Regions from separate parts of the Gossypium arboreum genome. Here region 1 is linked to region 2. Evidence: chromatin contacts called from public Hi-C data. All regions are on one chromosome and are shown on one strand. The core of a region is the stretch at or near the end of the contact, and the rest is flanking DNA. Distances in the headings are between cores, read along the strand shown. Region 1 holds the start of LOC108479788. Region 2 holds the start of LOC108482333 (BRI1 kinase inhibitor 1-like).

Region 1 (3,842 bases), core at 1,308-3,807, 480 kb before region 2:
GATGAAACTTATCCTTCACTACCTACGATGGACGTTTGTTATTTTTTCCCAAATTGTATGGTTCTATTCATAAAATTAATTAATAAATTTCCTTTTTTTTTAAATATCTATAACTATTCTAACCGAATTGGAAACGATTAAAAAATCATTCACACGTATTAACTATTAAGTCTTTCTTTCAAAAAGAAAAATAACTTTTGAGACTAAAATTTAAAACTTATTAATTTTGATAATCTCTCCAACCTATAAATAGGATGATTAAATACACTTTAATGTGCTTAAACCCACGCCCTCCTACACTAGCAATAATGCTAATACACTGACAGTAATACTAATGCCAACTAAGTTAAAACTCAATCAATAAAGTAATTATATTCATTCCTAATCCTAAATTGTAGAATATGGATATAAAAATTCATTAAATTATACTAAATTTAAAATTCAAATTATGGTTTAACCGACATCACCGGTAGGTATGGGCAAATACATTCTGCTTTGATAATAAATATAAACATTAAGGTAGTGTTTGGAAAGTCATCTAGTAATTGGATTTGGGTGTAATTTATTATAAAAATAATTTTTGCATTTTATAAAATCATAAAAATTATATTAGTTAAATCTTAAAAATTTCAAAAGTTAAAACATCAAAAGTTTACTATAAAAATAATTTACATTTTATAAAAGGATTATAATGTATTTATTTACAAAATTTATGGTCAATAGGTATGCATATAACTTATTTATGTGTCCATACTATATATTATAAAAATTCATAAAAGAATGTTATAGCTTACATTATCCTAGCCTATTTATAAAGAATAACTTTCTAAAGAGTTGACAAAAAATTATATTAATTATAAGAAGTGTTATGAAAGTTATTGAACAATTTATAAAACCTTATTTATAAAGGTTATTTGTTATAAATTTTATATTATTTTTTACTTAGTTTAGGTATTATAAAAGAGACATAACCTAATATAATTTTTTCTCCAAATTAAGTTTGAATAAGTTTTTATAATTAAAACTACAAATTATTTAGATTGTGAACCCAAATATTATAAGATCGATGTTATTTATACAAATACAAAAAAATTTTTACACCATATTACGAGGTATGATACTATTTTAGAAAATGGTGTCAGACACCTGCATCATAAGCAACTTCTGCACTTTTTAATTTGAGACATTTAAGGTTTTAAGATGGTTGAGAAGATATCTGTTCTTCTAATTTTTTTCCCCATATTAACATCACCTTAATATAACATAAAAATATAATGTTGGATTGTACTAACATGTTTCATATTTCATAACTTTAACTATTGGTGAATTGAGATTATTCATACTTCAAAGAATATATGAAAGGAGATTTTAATAATCCTAATGATGCAAATCCAAATTCAGATGATGATGAACTTAGTCAAGAACTAACAAATGAGGATAATGAGCATATGTTAAATATTAAAGATGGCATAACCTAACAAATCTACACTAAAACAGTTAGATAAATGTGCATATAATGTTTACTTTTTATTAGTTTTATTAATAATCGTATTATCAACTATTTTTTATACTAACATAATAAATATGAAGATTTAATTTTACTTTTTGTTACTTGATTAAATATAATATTTATCATACTAATAATTTTTGTATAGTAATTAATATTTTTAAAATATAAATTATGTAACTATGTAATTATAATTTATAATATAAAACATGATGTAGAGAATTATAATGTAATTACATCTTGTCACCAAACATGTCTAAGGACTTACAATTCTTTATAATTATAAAAGAATGTAATTACACTTCTATTCAATTATTCATGTTGTCCAAACAAACCCTAAATTAAACTTTTTATTTTGATGCAAATTTTCGTTTATATTTGTTATTCGCATGTTCCGTATTAATCAATAAAAATAAATAAATTTAAGTAAAGTTAAAAATATATTATTTTAATTAAATTTAGGCTGATTCAATTCCATCAACTTAAATTGTTAATTAAATTTAATTGTAATATATGCTATTAGAAAAACTAATAATTTATTGCGTTTTAATAAGTGAAAAGGAATTAATAAAAGTATCATCTTTACATTAAGAATCATATTATATTTTGTCTTTTTATTTAAAAATAAGTAAAATGATCATTGTACGTTAGATTAAAGAGCAAATTAATCTTATGAAAAAATTATCCATTTTTTGTTAAAAAGTGGTTCTTGTAGGTTAGCACGAAATATATGTGACACATCATATGTTATTATTTGTTATTTCAAACACCACATCAATTTTAATAGTACAAATTATTAAAATTTAATTAAAAGGACTAATTTACTCTAACATAAAAGAATTAATTTGTCTATTTTTTGAAGTATAAGGAATAAAATGTAATCTAATTTTAATATAAAAACAATGTAAGAATTAGATTTGTGATGTATATTAATGAACATATTTATATTTAAATTTTATTTATAATAATAAAAGTTACGTGTATGAAATAATAATCTGAGCTACGTATAAAATTGAAACAAGATACCAAATTATACCTATATTGGTACCAACCTTACCTAAGCGGGATACAGTATCTTAATCAGCGAAACTATATTTGTCCTAATCAAATTAATTAATTTCCCTTCTTATTCCCTCATTTTCTGTTTTTCTAGAAACTATTTGTTTTTCTTCTTCTTCCTCTCCTTCTTCTTCAGTATCAGCTACTTTTCTCAGTGTACCATTGTGTCTGTTTCTTCTCTTTTACACTTTCTGAGTGTCTCTTAAGAGCAGAAAAGGGAGAAGGCTTGTGGGTTTTCTGTTGAAATGGAAAGAAAGCAGGAGAGTCGTTCGCGGGCTAAAAGTCCCGCCAGGACTGCATCACCAATGTCCAACTTACTGCGCCGTCGGAGGAAGAATTACAGCCACCATCCCGAGCCCTTTTTCTTTAGGTCTGGGGGCCTCAGGCCGGCCGAAGCTTTGTCGCCGTTGAAAGAAGGTCCTGATCCTGATGGAACGGACGCTGAAAATTCCAGGATGGAAGGTAGGTGGGCTCAGTGGATAAAAGGTCAGCTGGCACGAGGAGGCCCTTCCGTTTCTACCTCAACCTGTGAACGCTCCGATCTGAGGTTGTTGCTTGGAGTCTTGGGTGCACCGCTCGCGCCAGTGCACGTTAGCGCTTTGGACTCTTTCTCTCACATCACCATTAAAGACACCCCAATTGTGAGCCCCCAACCACACCCTTTCTTCTCTCTTTCTTTCTTCCCTGATGCTGCATTTTTTATTTTTGTTCAGAGAATAAGTCTTGTGCTGAGATTTTTGATGTTGGGTTTGGCTTTTCCTTTCACTTGATGACTATGGGATTTTGATGGATTATAGTAGGGTTGCTTAATAGACAGATAAGAGTTGTTTTTTTCAATCTGGATCTACTTGTTTTGGGAGAAATAAACCTAAATGGAAGAAGAATTTGATTAGCACTACTGGTTTGGGGGCTCATGGAAGGAACAATCTCTGACTCTAATGTGTTGTAAATATTTTCAGGAATCATCATCTGCTCAATACATATTACAGCAGTATACTGCTGCTTCAGGTGGGCAAAAGCTTCAGAACTCCATCCACAATGCTTATGCAATGGGTAGGGTTAGAATGATAGCTTCCGAGTTCCAGACGGCTAACAAGGTCACCAAGAATCGGAATTCTACCAAAGTTGCCGAATCTGGTGGGTTTGTGTTGTGGCAAATGAATCCCGACATGTGGTACGTGGAGCTCGCACTTGGTGCTAGCAAGGTTCATGCTGGCTGCAATGGGAAGCTTGTGTGGAGGCATACTCCTTGGCTTGGTGCACATGCTACTAGAGG
Region 2 (3,902 bases), core at 726-3,225:
ATAAGTATCTGTGAAGCTTTAGATTGTTGTGGTACTGTGTTTTTTTCTTTTCCAACTCAATCAGTTTTCCTATCTGTGGTTGACAGCTAATTGTTAATATATGATGAATAGACCTTGCAATTATATTAGATGTTTGATTAACTGATAAATGGAACCTACCCTTTGCTCTTTTACACTTTATGACAACTGCTAAATGTGTTAAATTTCAGTAAAAGGATTATGGAGGTGAGATTTGAATTGCATTTTGTTTTTTTATTTAAAAAATTAATAAATTAATTTTTATATATTAGAATAAAGAGTAAATTATATATTATATTAAAAATTTCATCCATAAAAATGCACCAAACACGATGACAACATTGTTTCTGATCTTTTACAAAGATTAAAATGCAAGGGGAAAAAAATAGAGGATTTTGATGGTGAAATGGGAAATTTTCCATGAAATTTTCTCCAACACTGTTATTTTTCATGGTTATTGCAGATGCGGGATTTTGCTGTCGGCCTAATCAAATAGACATATCATATGATCACAACAATCTCATGTCCTTTCTCCCTTCCCTTGCCTATAATTGATGAGAAAGTTTACCACACACAATCAGTTGCTCTTATCTGTTTCATTTTCATTAGATTTTGTACCTTCTGCAACTGTTAATTTTCTCATTGAATTTTGTATAATCAAACCGATATAAACAAGTTTATTTACTTCAAGAAAAGAAGCCACATTGCATGGAATGCTGGGATGTAAAACATAAATGTAATCTCATATTTAACATACTGAAATTAAACAACTTTCATTATTATAATTTTATGCAACTAATGAATCATGTGAACAAAAGTTTTTCATTTTAAAGATGAAATATGTTGAAGCCATCTTCAGTTCTTTTAAACTAATTTCATACTCGTTTTTATGTACCATTTATACATGAAAAAGAAAAAGAAAAAGGCAATAATTGATATAACTTGGAGAAGAAGTTGATTAAAAAGGGGAAAAAACTGAAAACTAGGCCTAGCATTTAAGTTTTATCATCCCCCTTTAAAGGAGTTCTTGCAATGAGCAATTGCAGATTGAATTGCAGCCTGCAACTCTTCCATGGTGCTATCACTAGTTGACCCCGTGGTTGCAACAAGAAGACCACTATTTGTAGGAGATGTCCTCATTGAAGCAGGAGCTGAATAATAGTCTCTTTTCCTTCCTCTCAACTCTGATTTTTTGTTTCTCAAACTCAAATTACCTGAAAATGAGTAAGCTTGTGTATGGTGATGGAGTTTCTTCTCTCTCTTTCCTATGAAGAACAACAATGGCCGAATCATCCTCATGTACCTCTTTAACGCATTACTCAAATCCAATCTCATCTTTTTCTTGCCATGTTTCTCTTTATCTTCTTTTTCTCTAACCCCTCTTTGCCGCCTTGGTAAACTAAACAAAGAGAAAGACTTTGACTTGTTCTTCACTTTTGCTTCTTCAACGGTATGGCGTTGATGATGATGATGACTGATATTGCTATCGCTTTTGCTGGTGGGTTTTACGGGTTTTGGATCATCAACCAACTCTTTTGGTGGAACGTTGAAACCGTCCAATGAATTGGTGGATGAACGTGGGGAGACAGGGAAGTGAGAAAGGAGATGAAGAGGGAGCAAATGGCCATGAAAGAAAAGGTCATCAGCCGGAGACAAATCGACGGCGATTGAAGATGGGGTCTTGGTTTTATAATTGGAGGAAGAATGGAGAGAGACTGTGAAGGAGAATTCATGAGAAGGAGAGGTTGAAGGTGTTGAAACAGGGGAGGATAATATGGATGACCCTTCTCTTATTTCCTCCTTTACTTTTCTTTCTTCAGGTTGCTGATAAGCATCCATGATTGAAAAATAAAGCTACCCTGAAATCAAATTTCTCCCAAGTATGTTTATGGAGATAAGGGGATAAAGAGTTTGGGTTTAATGTGTCATATTCAACCTCCTTTGTATCAAGTCTACTAAATGAGAGAAAAGGGTGCGGTGGCAACTCATAATTGGGCATTGCTTAGATTTCTTTTTCTCTTTTTTCTTTTTACTGCATTTAGCAATGTATTTTGTTTTGCGTCACAAAAAGAGTTGGTGGGTTGGAGTAAAATGGTTGGGTGCGGTATACATATACAATGTTTGAATGTACTTTTTAAGTAAGACATCGAATTTAAGTTTTTGATGATGGAAAAATGTTGGGTTTAACACTAAATTTAATCTAGATTTAATGTGATTATAGAATACGAAAAATGTTAATTTTAAAATGGAAGAAAATTTTAGATGATAAACATCCAAATTTGGCCAGAGCAGGTGGATGGATTGGAATGACGAAATAGAAAATATTTATTTTTGGGATATATAAATATAAAATCGAGTTATTCTAGCATAGAAAGTGAGTCATATTCTCAAGGAAGAGAATAAAAGTGCAGACTATCTTGCTAAAATGGCTCTTGGAAGAGGGGGGGATCTCCACCCGATTGACTCTCCTCTAGATGAAATGCTAATTTATCTTGAGGCAGATAAAGAGAGGATTTTTATATCTATCAGAACTTCACTGTAATTTATCTCTGTCTTGTTATTTTTTTCACAAAAAAAAAGTGAGTCATGTTCGCATAGGCACAAAATGTGCATTGAATTCAATTGCAATATTTCAAAGTTTGGAATTGAAAATTGAAATATGAGACTAAGACTTGGTAAACCTTTTCTTTTTCTTGTTCTAATCATAATGACTTGAGTTAAAAAAAAAGCAAAAAAAAAGTTAGAACAAGAGTCATGTTTTATGAGGGAATGATGTCATTGGAAGAATTGAGAGGTGAGGGGGATTTCACTTCAGGGCAGGACACGATTTGAATGTCTTTAAAAAAGTTGGGAGTCCACTTCCACGATTTGAATTTTTACAATTTTTTAAAATTAATTTAGTCATAATTCACACTCCAATTTCAATATTTTAAGTTGATTTTCATCAATTATGACATTTTCTGTTTTACCAAACAAATAAATAAATTTATACTCATGGAAGATAAATCTAATTTGTATAGAATTGTAAGATTTTATGAAATTTTATATCGGTGGCGTGATTTTTTCTTTCATTTTAAAACTGTCATATAATTCAAGTTAACGAAATTCATTCCACAATGTTATTAAATTTTAAAAGTAGGAAGAGAAAGGGGATTGAAAGCATAATTAAAACAAATGAGATGGGACTCACGTCATAATCCGTCATTTTAAAAAACACTTCCACTCCCCGTTTTGAAGAATTTAAAAGAGATTATGCATTAGTGCAAATAATGTCATAAAAATATACCTAATTATGTGTAAATGTAAATAATAAAGATTGAGTAAATTAATTCTTATATTTTAGATTAAAATTAAATAGATTATTTCTGTTCCATCCATTTTTACTACTAAAATTGATATGACTAATAAAATAATGACATATCATATATATCTTATGTTGATATATAGAGACTAATTTTAAACAATAAAAATAAATTAATTTTTAACAAAATCATCAATTTGTTATTTGATCTTACCTACAAAATTGATTTATCTATATTTAAATAGAGGAGACAAAATGTAAAAATCATACTTTTACCACAAATAATTTGATTGCTAAAGATCGGATATGATGCAAAAATAGGTCTCTTATATTTGAACGACTCAACTACATTGATGCTTTAGTCATGATCTCAACAGTAGGCTAAGGCAGGCAAATTCCAAAGGTGATGACTGAAGTAAAGCATGACCAAAGTGGGATTAAGATGAATGAGAGGAATTAGAAAGGGAAGCCAAAAGTTTTCAAGAGTTAGGTGAGAAGGGTGAGCCCACACACACGTGTAACAGAGGTGAAGAATTTTGTTCATTTAGTTGTGGTCAACATCTCAATCATGGTGACATGATTT

The links. Hi-C and Micro-C count contacts between places; a contact is called where the count stands out from the background.
Region 1: a contact with region 2 is called in a Hi-C map of leaf, with 2.7 times the contacts expected there. The contact joins the promoter of LOC108479788 here to the promoter of LOC108482333 in region 2. A contact is called at or near these places in 2 of 5 Hi-C or Micro-C datasets (both in leaf).

Annotation. Positions count from the first base shown.
Region 1 is chr1:77,913,628-77,917,469 of ASM2569848v2, reverse strand. It overlaps LOC108479788, which reads left to right and starts at 2,557. Exons shown (of 3, transcript XM_017782576.2): 1 at 2,557-3,207; 2 at 3,526-3,842. The coding sequence starts at 2,812.
Region 2 is chr1:77,433,928-77,437,829 of ASM2569848v2, reverse strand. It overlaps LOC108482333 (BRI1 kinase inhibitor 1-like), which reads right to left and starts at 1,975. Exons shown (of 1, transcript XM_017785451.2): 1 at 825-1,975. The coding sequence starts at 1,857. The coding sequence ends at 1,024.